Regions from separate parts of the Mus musculus genome. Here region 1 is linked to region 2. The links are chromatin contacts, called in public Hi-C maps. All regions are on one chromosome and are shown on one strand. Each heading gives the region's core, a stretch centred on a gene start, on an enhancer-like site or on the middle of the called end of the contact. The rest is flanking DNA. Distances are from core to core; before and after follow the strand shown. Region 1 overlaps Nckap5 (NCK-associated protein 5). Region 2 overlaps Nckap5 (NCK-associated protein 5).

Region 1 (6,259 bases), core at 137-2,636, 79 kb before region 2:
CATAGATGTGCATCAGAAATAAAAAAATGAGAATTTTCAGTCAATCCATTGTAATGCAGAGCTGATCTAGGAACCTTTGAAGATATGTTGCAGCACAACTTTTAAAAATCAATTCATTGCAGACACTTCAGGACAAGACTCCATCTAGATCTACCTTGTTGGTTTTGGGTTATTATTGTTGTTAGTTTTTATTTCATACTTTATGGAGACCAAATCTTATATAACTCTGACTGGCCTCAAACTCTTCGTGTGACTAGTGAGGAGAACCTTGAAGTCTGGGTCCTTCCTGCCCCTGCCTACTGAGTTCTGGGTTTACAGTTATGTGTGGTCTGTGTGTGCTGTATACATGGTGCTGGAGATAAAAGCCAACTCAGGCTTCATGTATCCTAGCCAAGCAAATACTCTTTCTACTGACCTACATCCTCAGCTACCTCATTATCTTACATCGCAGCATAATGCTTCCTAGTATTGCCATGATCACAGCAGTTCATCATTTATTTTCTGTTAGTAGCTATCTAGACATCAAACAACACTGGGCCTTCTTTTCACATAGGTGATACTAAATGTTTTTAAACTCTTTAAAAAATATTTTTACGCTGGGTGGTGGTGGTGCATGCCTTTAATCCCAGCCCTTGGGAGGCAGAGGCAAGTGGATTTTTGAGTTCAAGGCCAGCCTGGTCTACAAAGTGAGTTCCAGGACAGCCAGGGCAATACAGAGAAACCCTGTCTTGAAAACAACCAAAAAATACTTTTTACTCTTTAATTTTCTCATACATTTATGCTATGTATCTCCATCACATCCACCAGCAATTTTTTCCCTCCAGCTCTCCCTAGCTCTCCCCACCCCATCTCCCTAGTGTTCCCCACTCCATCTAGTGCCCCCCACCCTATCTCCCTAGTGCTCCCCACCCCAACTCCCTCCTACTTTCTGTCCTCATTTTATTGTTATTAATAATCCACTGGATACTTTTTTAATAATTCATAGACATGAACCCAGACCTTAGTGCTTCTAAACAAAAATCCTCATGTTTTGAAAATGGATAATATCCCCCCCCAAAATAACTTATCAATGTCACTCTTAATTTCTTTCATCAACCCCCGAGGTAGAATGGGAGAATCTTGGTTTACCCATCACCTTATCTCTGGCGCAGTGTCGGCTCCACTCATTTTGCCCAGGATCAGATAAAAGGATGCTTGCTTTATCTTTGCTCTGCCACCCTGGTGCAGCTAAAAGCTTTTCAAGAAGGGGGAGGGACAGAATGAGCTTCGAGGTTAACAGGTTATGAAGCATTGTCCCAGCCAAGCCAGAAGCACTGAATCAATTTCCAATATGTTCCTCACAGAGCTAAAGTCCTATGCTCGGGAGATGTTATTGTTTGATTATAAAAGCAGGTGGAATTTGAAGAGAGACTTTCATGCCACCTTGATAAACAGTCTCTGCCTGTAACTCGATTGTGTCAACTCCCAGATGGAGGCGAATTATGCTTTCAGGTGACGCTCTGCCCATCTGAAACTTAGCATTAAGCTCCCTCAGCAAGAACTCATTGGGAGGAAACTCAGCCAGCCTGTGCAAGAACTTATTTGGAGTGGGTCTCCACCACCCCATTTCTAAGTGAACAAGTTGTATTTTGACCTGTCTCACTTCTCTGGCTGTTAACCTACTCCTCAAAACGTCCCTATGTTAAAAGCAGGTGCAGATAATTCCAGTTTAAATCAAGTGTTAGGAATACTCCCTTTCCTATGTGATATTTGTTAGTATTTAAAACAAAAACAAAACGAAGGCTCTTAGAGCTGGAGATATGAATGGTTCAGTGATTAAGAATATGTGCTGCTTCCCAAAGAATGCAAGTTCTGTTTCCTACACTGTCATCATGTGACTTACAACTACTTCAGATTTGAGGGACCAACTCCCTCTTCTAGACTCTGCCAGCACATACTCATGTCCTCATGTGCACGTGCACACACACACACCCCACAGTTTTAAAATAATAATAAAAACACTTCTCAGGACTAGAAAGGTGGCTCAGTAAATAAGATGTTTGTCATGTAAACCCAAGTAGCTGCATTCAGATCCACTTATATCATGTAAAAAGCCAGGTGCAGTGTTTGTAACTCCAATGCTGGTTTTTTGATGAGTGTGTAGAGAAAGTGGGCTCCCAGGTGCTTACCAGCAAACCAGTCTAGCCAAAACAGTGAACTTCATGTTCAGTGAGAGTTTTGTCTCAAAACATTAGGTAGTAAGTAGTTAAGAAAAACTCCTGAAGTCAGCCTCTGACCTCCACACACAACCACACAGCTGAGCCCACCTGTACATAAATGCAAAGAAGCACACACCACAGGTACACAAAAAAATTAAAACTTCTCAGTGCTTCTCAGATATGGTGCTATAATTTATTCAGATTTTTGCCTTCTTAAATTAGCATATGCATTAGTCACTTAGCACTGTGTCAGAATCCTTGAAAGGATAAAGCATGAGGGAGGAGGGCTTAGTCGGGCTCACAGTTTAAGAGAAGACAGTCCGTTGTGCCTGTTCAGTGCTGTAGCTGGTGAGTAGTATCCACAGCTGCTCATAACACAATACCAATTTTGAAGCAGAAAAGGTCACACCAGAACTTGATTGAGCTATCCATCACAAGGTCCAACCCCAAGCCACACTTGCTCCAGCTAGGTTCTAGCCCCTCTCAACCTCTCAAAAGTGTGCCACCAGCTGGGGACCACATAGTAAACACATAAGCCTATGGGTACATTTCATATTAAACCATATATTCATTGAGCAAGTCAATAGGTTTCATTCATTACTTTTTCATATTTCAATAATATTCTCTTCTCCCATTATGTTTGTACCTTCTTCTCTTCCCACTGGTCTCTTTTCTCTTTTCAAATAATCTCCCTTAAGCCTTCATGTATATTTAAATCTAGATTCTATGTGTCTAAATCTGGTTTATTTTATTTAACATAATAGTTTCTTTTATGTTCCCTTGCAAATGTCATCCTTCCCTCTTTCTTTATTACTGAATAATTATGTGCCTTTAGACATGTGTCACATGTTTATCTGATCATCTCAGACAGAAAGGCAATTTTAATATTATACTAGTTACTTTACATGTTACTGAGACATAATACCTGATTAAAACAACTTAGAGAAGAAGGAAAGGCTTATTGCATATTGTAGTTTGCATGCAGTCCATTGTGGTGGGGAATTATGGCAACAGGAGCGTGAGGCAGCTGGTCACATGGCATCCATCCACAGTCAGGAAGCCGAGAGGGATGGATGACAGATGCTCAGCTTGCTTCTCCTTTTTATGCAGTCCTGGATCCCAGCCTGGAAAGAGGAGCAGTACACACATTCCCAGTGGATCGTCCTATCCTAATAACCAGATCTAGAACTCCCTCACAGACAGGCCCAGAGGTCTCTTTCCATGGTGATTCTCTGTCTCATAAACTTGACAATCCAGGTTAACCATCACACATATTGGGGTCATTGTGAATAATGCCGCTGCGAGCCTGGGCATTCAGGCTTAGCTGCTACTGAGATACATGCTAACTTAGCAAAAATAAGGAGACATGTGGGAAAGAGGAAGCACTGAACGATGGGGTTGATGGATAGGTCAGAGAGTCTAAATGTATGGATTTTATACATTCATCTCTCTCTATCTCAGACCCATCAGCCATAAAGAGGAAGACTATTCTAGAAAACCTCTATTTTTTGCCCGACAAACATACTGAGTTTTACCAAGGAACTAGGGTTACCATCGAAGCTTTAAAATATCTATTAGTGTCCAAGTTTAGCTCCTTCTTCCCGTGAATCTGCAGGAAGTTTGTACTTCAGCTGCAGGATCTGAGGATACTTTTTATACTTTACAAAGCTTGTACCCCTGTTTCCTGGCAGCTTAGACTTTCCCTTGCTCTGCTCCCTTGCTAAGGGATTTGCACTTTGGAAAAGTACATCCAGTGGTTTGCAATCCCCCCACTCTGGTGCCACCGTGAGGAGACCTAGGTTCCAGTCCCTCCTTGCTGTCGGCCCTGTGCCATCTATCCCATGCTGTGGCTTTAAATAAACCCCCAGCTCTTCCAGAACCTCGACCCTCATCTCCCAAATGGAGAACATAGTAATTGTCTAAGTACTGCTGACAACATCCCTGGTGCTAACAGGAGCCCAACTGTGGGTCTTTGGTGTTGTAGTTTCTGTCCCTAAGGGTTATCTAATGCCTCGGTGGCTGTGGATCTCATATTTCTGCTTGATGAAGGCTGTCCATGAAGAGATGTTATCTTATCGTCTTGCTTATATTTCCCAGCAAGATGGCCACAGCATCTATGTAGAAGACTAGACTATCTTAAAAACAGAAAGGGTTAGTCGTGGAAATTTCTGGCCATAAGCCTCACATGTCAAGAAGAAGGCCTGGGTACCACATTTACTGAATGGATGATGAAATGACTGAGTCACCTGAATCCAACACAGCACATCTTACTCAGAGCCATCCCTATGTTCCCCTTCATACTCTTTCCCCCCAGGCTGCCCCATGCCACGCTGCTTCATACCTTTGGCGACTTGCAGTTGGCAACAAGATAGGGATGGGGAGCGCTGTACCTTCTCCACAGGTAGGAGTGAGTCACCTTCATTCTCTGGTGCTCAGACCGCAAGGCTCAGCCATAAACCAATTTCAGTTCAGTTACTAAATATTTATTAGGCTTTGACTCATCCCAGGCGATTGTTCTGAGTCCTCCCGGGATATGAAAACAGAGTCTGGGTTTGATGAGCTTCTCTGATCTGATGCTGAACCAAGATCCTTATTTACATCTTTTTTTTTTCCCCTCTGAAATTTACTGGGAGGTTCAATCACTGAATCTCTTGCCTCAATACTGGGCTGCAAGGAAAGGTCGGTCTCCGTGGATGGCTTGGAACTTAGAGATTGTCCACTCCTCCCCTTAGGCATTGCCACGAAGGCTTTATCCCTGTAAAGAGGCCCGTCATTGTAAATGATCAAGAAATTACCTTGCTTTGTAGTCCCTCAATAATGTGAACTTATTCTCCCTGACATCCTGGAAAAGACAAATAATTTCTTTTAAACAGATGGCATGTGGAGCCAGTGTTTAAATGTCATCTCCGCCACTGTTTACTGCCCTACTTAGTCAGGGAGATATTTGCATGTTGGATTCTCTTGAGCTCACTGTGTATGTGCTGTGAGAGAGATGAGAAACTTATCCGGGTGTTACTTCCTAATAAAACCCCTTTGGGGTTGGGGAGAAGGCTCAGTCGAAAAACTACTTCCCACACAAGACACATGTCCCTGGACCCCATATAGAAAAGACAGACATGGTAACAAACACTCATAATCCCAATGCTAGAGAGGTGGAGAGAGGGCTCATTAGTGTACGACATGTTCCAGACCAGATAGAGACCCTGTCTCAAAACACCAAGACTGATGGTGTTCAAGGCATGACCCAAGGCTATACTCTGGACTCCACATAAACACAAAAATACATATGCACCTGTACATACATGAGGAGAGAGAGAGAGAGAGAGAGAGAGAGAGAGAGAGAGAGAGAGAGAGAGAGAAAGAGAGAAACAGAGACACAGAAAGACAGATAGATAGACAGACAGACACCTGGGGCTATTATAGTTAGATGTGCTCTTGACAGATGATATAACTATGGTGTTTTCACTTTTCTTTTTAGTGACAGCTAAACTATATGGACTATTTTTTTCACCTTAACAAAATAACTGCATGAAATGTCCTTTAAAACATTTCTTTTTTGATTTTTTTTAATGAACCTGTATAGGTGTCCCTGACTATGAGTATAGGTGCCTGGAAGGCCAGAGAAGAGGTTGCATCCTCTGGAGCTGAAGTTACAAGTGATTATGATCTGTCAGACACAAATGCTAGGACCTGAATTTGGGTCGTCTTCAAAACCAGTATACATCTTAACTACTGACCCATCTCTCCAGGCCACGATGGCTTTCTTTTTTAAGATTTTATTTTTATGTTTAATTATACATATACTGAGCCATCTCTGCAGCCCCAGCAGGCTAGCTTTGCTTAATTCTTCACAGTGTTTTTCAGGATTATAATGAGATTTGCAGCAGTCTGGTTTAGTTTCCCAGTAGACCCTGTGACAAGGATTCAAGGTCAAGTAACTTATCAAGAAGTGCAGGAAAGAGCAATAAGGGACATCCAGCAGGGAAAGGAAGCCAGACAGTGAAAGGCATGCTGTCACTCCAGCTATCCCCAGAATGAGCTATATAATTTGCACAACTTGG
Region 2 (6,054 bases), core at 3,177-5,676:
GCTCTTTCCAATAACCTTTTGTATTGGCTGTTGTGTCTGGGTTTTCAGAATATAACAGGAGCGGAATGTGTCTGAATCTTTAAAATAATTTCCACCAGGGAGTTTTCTTCTTAGAAGAAAGATCAATAAATCAGTGTCACTTCTGAGTTGCCCCAGCTCCCAGGATTCAATATGTCAAATGATTTTATGCAAAGGAAAAGCTGACCAGCCATTCAACTGAAACAGCAACTACATTAGGAGGTGGATAGCTTATACAAGAGTAAAGCAGACATCCTCACCTCCCCAGAGCTCAGTGTTCTCCTGTGTGAGTTTTGGGCTGCAGTCCCACTTAGTGCCAGACCTGTTGAAAGATGACTAATAGATTGGAGGTTGGGGTGCATTGACTATCCCTCCCTACTCTGTTAGAATGAACTTCTGGTTGTCTCATCATTTCTAGTGAGCCATGTGGAGCCAGGGATAGCTAAGAACTAGACCCAATACACAGAACTGTAAGTTTACTTAAAACATTACAAGACTTACTTTGTGGTGTGTGTGTGTGTGTGTGTGTGTGTGTGTGTGTGTGTGTGTGTGTATGTGTGTAACATGATTGCACAATTCTTGAGTATAAACTTTGCAGATGATGACCTTGAGTTGCAATACCAAGTCCTTGTGGGATGCGGACTAGGGAGATGGTTTATTCAAAGACTTGTTGCTGCATAAACCTGAACTCAGATCCCCATATGAAATAAATCAGGTAGACCTAGAAAAATGGCTCAGCTGTTAAGAGCACTGGCTACCCTTTCCAGTGGACTGAAGTTTGACTCCTAGCACCCACATAGTAGCTCACAATCACCTGTAACTCCAGTTTAAGATGACCCAATACCCTCTTCTGGCTTCTGTAGGAACCAGGAATGCATGTGATATACAGACATACACATAGGCAAAACACCTATACACATAAAATAAAATTTTAAAAAGCAGCCAGGAGCCATGGCATGTGTCTACAGCCCCAGCAGTGTGAAGGTGGAGACAGGTGTGATTCCCTAGAGCAGGCTGGCCAGCACTCTACCCAGTGTAGTGTTCTCTGTCCTCAGTGAGAGACCCTGTCCAATAATAAGGGGATGACCAAGTGAGGAAGACTAAATGACTTCTGGATTCTGCATACATGTGCATTGTGCATACTTATAGGTATACCTGTATCTATAGGTATATCCGCACATACTCACTCAACTAAGTCCACATGGCTAGATAACAGAGCATTGCCCTAGACTGTGAAACTCACAGGATATCTCTTTAATAAATATATAACCCTTAGGTATAAATCTATGATCTTTACCCCTTTGATGACATTGGGCATTTTTCTATAGAGAGAGAATTTCCGGGACTAAATGAAAGTCATAGTGTAATATATAATGATCTGATTTAAGAGAAAATTTATTTTACTTTTCTAAAACCCTGTCACTCCAAAGTATGTATATATGTATAAATGTGAGTGCATATATGTATATGTGCGTTTATATGTGTATGTATATGTGTGTATGTATGTATATCTATCTATCTACCTATATAGACATATATATATGTCTATATATGTGTGAGTGTTTTGTGGTTTTTATATGTGTATATGTGTGTGTGAGAGAGAGAGAGAGAGAGAGAGAACCATTCATAATGATGCCTTTAAATTAAAGACAGACTTGATGTTTATACTCTGTTTAGCTGACACCAAAAGAAACCAGTCTGATGGCTTTTAGCTCAGTGTTTGCTCAGGTCTCTTTCCTGAGTGTTTTTTAGTTGTCATTCTGTACAGAAAGGAATCTCCCAATGCAGAGATGCATGTTTCATTTAGTTATGCTACTTATGCAAATTGTTATCAGTGGACTGCCTAGTTTGCCTAATTCCAGGTCACTAAAAAGTAATTCCTATTTAACTTTGGGGGAAATTTTCCAATTCTCATGAAATCTACTGCATTGAAAAGCTTATTGTGCTATTTTTTAGATTTATGTATGGTGTGTGTTCATATGTTTATGTACATTGCACAGAAGTGTGACTATATGTACATTTAGGTGTGGAGGCCAGAGGTTTGTTCTGGAAATCATCCCCTGGGGCTTTTCTATCATATTTATTGAAGCAGGATATCCCAGTCAAACCCAGAGCTTGCTGATGAGGTGAGTCTTGCTAGCCAGCTTCCAATAGAGATTCCATCCCAGCCTTTTGAGGCTGCAATTCTGGTAAGCCTACATTTCTGTGAGTTCTGGTGATCCAAATGAATGTGTCCTCCTGCTTACATAGCAAGCACTTTACTTACTGAGCCATCTCCTCAGCCTCAAGTTATGTTTTAAATTCTACTTGAGGATGCATCTACTACCAGGAGTAGTGATGGGAGAATAAACATCTTCAAATTGGCATTTCAGATGATATCCCCAGATCATTTAGAAATGGCAAGCATGCCTCCATGTTTACTCCAGCTTTACCCATCAGAATACCTTCCCTCTTCCCGAGTCCCCTTCTCTGACATAACAAAGTTTGTGATATTCTTTTTATTATATAGTGAAGAATACATTTTTGTCTATTTTACACTATCTGAGAATGCATTGCATTCTGGTTAGTTTTCGTCAAGTTGACCCAAATTAGAGGCAACTGGGAAGAAAGAACCTCAATTGGGAAAGAACCTTCATCAAGTTGGCCTATGGGCGTGTCTATAAGGCCTATGGGCGTGTCTATAAGGCCTATGGGGCGCTATACTATATTTTTTAATTGCTGATTGATGTGTGAGTGCTCTGCCCACCGTGGTTGGTGATTCCTCTGTACAGGTAGCCATGAGTTATATAAGAAGGCAAGCTGAGCCAGCCTTGGAAAACAATTCAGTAAGCAGCTTTCCTTCCTGGTTCCTGACTCTGCTACTACTCAAACTCCTGCCTTGATGTCCCTCAGTAATGGGCTATAATCAGAACACAGAGGTCAAATAAACCCTTTCCTCTCCGAGTTTATTTACTTCATGGTATTTATCATACCAATGGAAAACAAATTAGGATACTGTCTTAGTCAGGGTTTCTATTCCTGCACAAACATCATGACCAAGAAGCAAGTTGGGGAGGAAAGGGTTTATTCAGCTTACAATTCCATACTGCTGTTTATCACCAAGAAAGTCAGGACTGGAACTCAAACAGGTCAGGAAGCAGGGGCTGATGCAGAGGCCATGGAGGGATGTTCTTTACTGGCTTGCTTCCCCTGGCTTGCTCAGCCTGCTCTCTTATAGAACCCAAGACTGCCAGCCCAGAGATGGGCCCACCGACAAAGGGCATTTCCCCCTTGATCACTAATTGAGAAAATGCCTTACAGTTGGATCTCATGGAGGCATTTCCTCAACTGAAGCTCCTTTCTCTGTGATAACTCCAGCTGTGTCAAGTTGACACAAAACTAGCCAGTACAGATACCATCTCTTTCCAAAATGCCTTCCCATGTTCCGATTCTCTTGCCTTTAAGTGGCTCTGTGGTGTGTGTGTGTGTGTGTGTGTGTAATGGACATCCCTCCATTCCTATGAGATGTACTATTCCCTACCAATTCTGTGCTTCTTCTTCCTGACCTTCTCTCCACTTTCTTTCTTTTTTTCTCAGCAAATTCAGTTTTGCACACTCTGGGTTCAAGAGTTCCTGCAAAGGTCATTGGGAACCATTGATCACTGTTAAAGACAGCAATGGAGTTAACAAAGTCATAAAAGCACATCTCAGTTGAAAATTACTCTTTCACCTAATAAAGCCAGTTTCCCCAGGAGATGCTAAAGAATTAGCAAGACCCTACTAAGGAAACAGTGCCCCCAAGGTGCTGAAGCACATATCTCTGCCTGGGGTTGACCAGAGAGAATGGTTCCCTGTTACAGCAGGTCATGCTAAATTTTCAGGGGAGCAAGTGAAGTCATGTGTCCAGTTGAGTTAATAGAGGAATATAATGCTAGGAGAGTGTAATTATCCATGCTGGATTCTGACCTGGTTAACAGGGTTAACACCACAACTCTTGAGAAGAGCACGGGGGTCTCCAGAACTCACCCAAGATCTGGCTGGCTGATTTTACGTCTCAAAAGGTAGCTCTACCAGGAATACAGCACAGGAGATATTATGGGATAGATTAATTAGCACCTCTGAGCAAAGAGAAATGGCTGTGTTACCCTGGAGTTGGGTCTGTCCCCAGTAAATGTCACTTAAAATGGGCTTTAAAATGCCTCTCCCCTATCCCTAGGTGACAAAATTCTATTCAGTCTCTCATCCCAATGTCCAAGGTGGGAAAAATTTCACCTTGAGCACCAAGCCTGTCCGTCTTGTGGTTAGAATATGGAATGCCCCCCATAGGTTTGTGTTTAATCCTTGGTCCCCAGCTTGTAGCACTGTTTGGAAAGGTTGGAGAACCTTTAGGAGCAGGAGGAAGTGAATCATTGGGAACAGCCTTGAGGCTTTATGGCCCACTAGCAGACACTTCCTGTCTGCTCTTGGCTTTCTGACAGCAGAGGAAATGTAGACAGTTTTCTGTTCCTGCCCACCTACTTTTTCTTGCCATGATAGACTGTATCCCTTCAAATTGTGAGTTAAAATAAACTGCCAAGTTGCTACTGTTGGGTATTCACTCCTAGCAACAACAACAACAACAACAACAACAACAACAACAACAAAAAGAGAGGCATAATACAAATAATACAAAACCAGAACCCTGGGTTCGGCAGCCTCCTTTATTTGACTTTTTTTGCTTCCGAATAGAAGCTCTTTTTCTTTCACATCTGCTGAGTCATCTCTGTACGTGACTGTATGTCTCTCTACACCTAGAGAGACTTCTCTGCCCAACCCATTTCACCATAGTCCCAGAATTATCTTTATCATCTGGGCCCCAACTTGTCAGTGGCTATTTATGTTGAAGAGCCAGGCATAGTGATCCATATCTATAATCTCAGCATTCAGGAAGCTGAAGCAGGATAATTGCAAGTTTGAAGTCAACCTGGCAAATTTAAGGCCAGCCTTAAATACATACTGCATAGTGAATTCGGGACCCAGCCCTAGTGGTGGAGAGGCATCATGGTGACATACAAATTTGGGTGTATTCTTCCAAATAAAGAAAGCTGCTGAGAATGATGCTTCAGTTCTGTTGTGTTTGGGCTCCTTGAGCATCTCTCAGAAGGGAGGGAAGAGTGACTCACTTCATTGGCAACTTCAGGAAGGGTTCTGGCAGCACACAGACACTTGAGGACCTTCCCGCATCTCTCTCGGGTTGGGCTAGCTGTCAGAAGCACACTCTTTTTTGTTGTGTGTGATATGAAGGTTATGGGAAGGTGTGTGTGTGTGTGTGTGCACGCGCGCGCGCGTGCGTGTGCATGTGTTTGCATGCACACATGTGGGTATATGTGCACAGGCCAGATGCCAACCTCGAGTTTCTTCCTCATTTGTTTTCTGCCTTTATTTTTTCAGACAGGATCTTTTACTAAGCCTAGAGCTCTTTGATTGTGCTAGGCTGCCTGGCTAGTGAGCGGCAGAGACCCTTTTGCCTCTGTCTCTACAGTACTGAGATTTCAGGCATGTGCCACCTTGGCTAGCTCTTCTCAGTGAGATAGGGAGATGGAATTCCTCAAGTACTCTTGCTTGCCTAGTAAGCTCTTCATTTCTTATTACCAGTGTGAGCAAGCTCACCTATTTACAGATGGGAACCTCACTCTTCAGCTGAAGCTTTCTTGGTAGGAAAGATGATATTGGAGTCTATTGTCAACCTTTCACTTTTCCAAGTGGCTGAGAACTAAGATGAGATGCGGGGAGAACCTTAAGCTTGTTTATTGAGACAGTAATAGATGCACACAGGGCACCCAATTAAGGCTCCAGAGCTTTATAGACAGGGAAGATTTGAAAAGCACTTTAATGTAAAGAACCAGAGTGTCAGAGGGGTTACACAGCTAATTAGCACCGTGTCAGCGATCCTACACTAGGTTCCAGATACCTACTATAATGTGTACTGATTAAGGTCTTGCATTCTGTATTCAGGTTGCTTTTTTTCCCACTCCTGACTCTCTGGCAGATTAGCTATGCATATTTGGACTAGTATTT

Evidence for each region. Hi-C and Micro-C count contacts between places; a contact is called where the count stands out from the background.
Region 1: a contact with region 2 is called in a Hi-C map of the G1E-ER4 cell line, with 2.5 times the contacts expected there. The contact joins two enhancer-like sites. A contact is called at or near these places in 1 of 484 Hi-C or Micro-C datasets (the G1E-ER4 cell line) and 2 of 9 other capture datasets (adipose tissue and liver).

The regions. Positions count from the first base shown.
Region 1 is chr1:126,000,823-126,007,081 of GRCm38.p6, reverse strand. The region is part of intron 14 of Nckap5 (NCK-associated protein 5); the gene reads left to right. Among named protein-coding and RNA genes, the nearest start is that of Gm35562, 42 kb to the left of the region's middle. Within about 2 kb of position 1,386, at least 1 of the 459 cell types and tissues checked has an H3K27ac peak or open chromatin away from gene starts, as enhancers often do. A contact at or near this core is called in the G1E-ER4 cell line, where this site is marked.
Region 2 is chr1:125,924,888-125,930,941 of GRCm38.p6, reverse strand. All of the region lies in intron 16 of Nckap5 (NCK-associated protein 5), which reads left to right. Among named protein-coding and RNA genes, the nearest start is that of Lypd1, 16 kb to the right of the region's middle. Within about 2 kb of position 4,426, at least 4 of the 459 cell types and tissues checked have an H3K27ac peak or open chromatin away from gene starts, as enhancers often do. A contact at or near this core is called in the G1E-ER4 cell line, where this site is marked.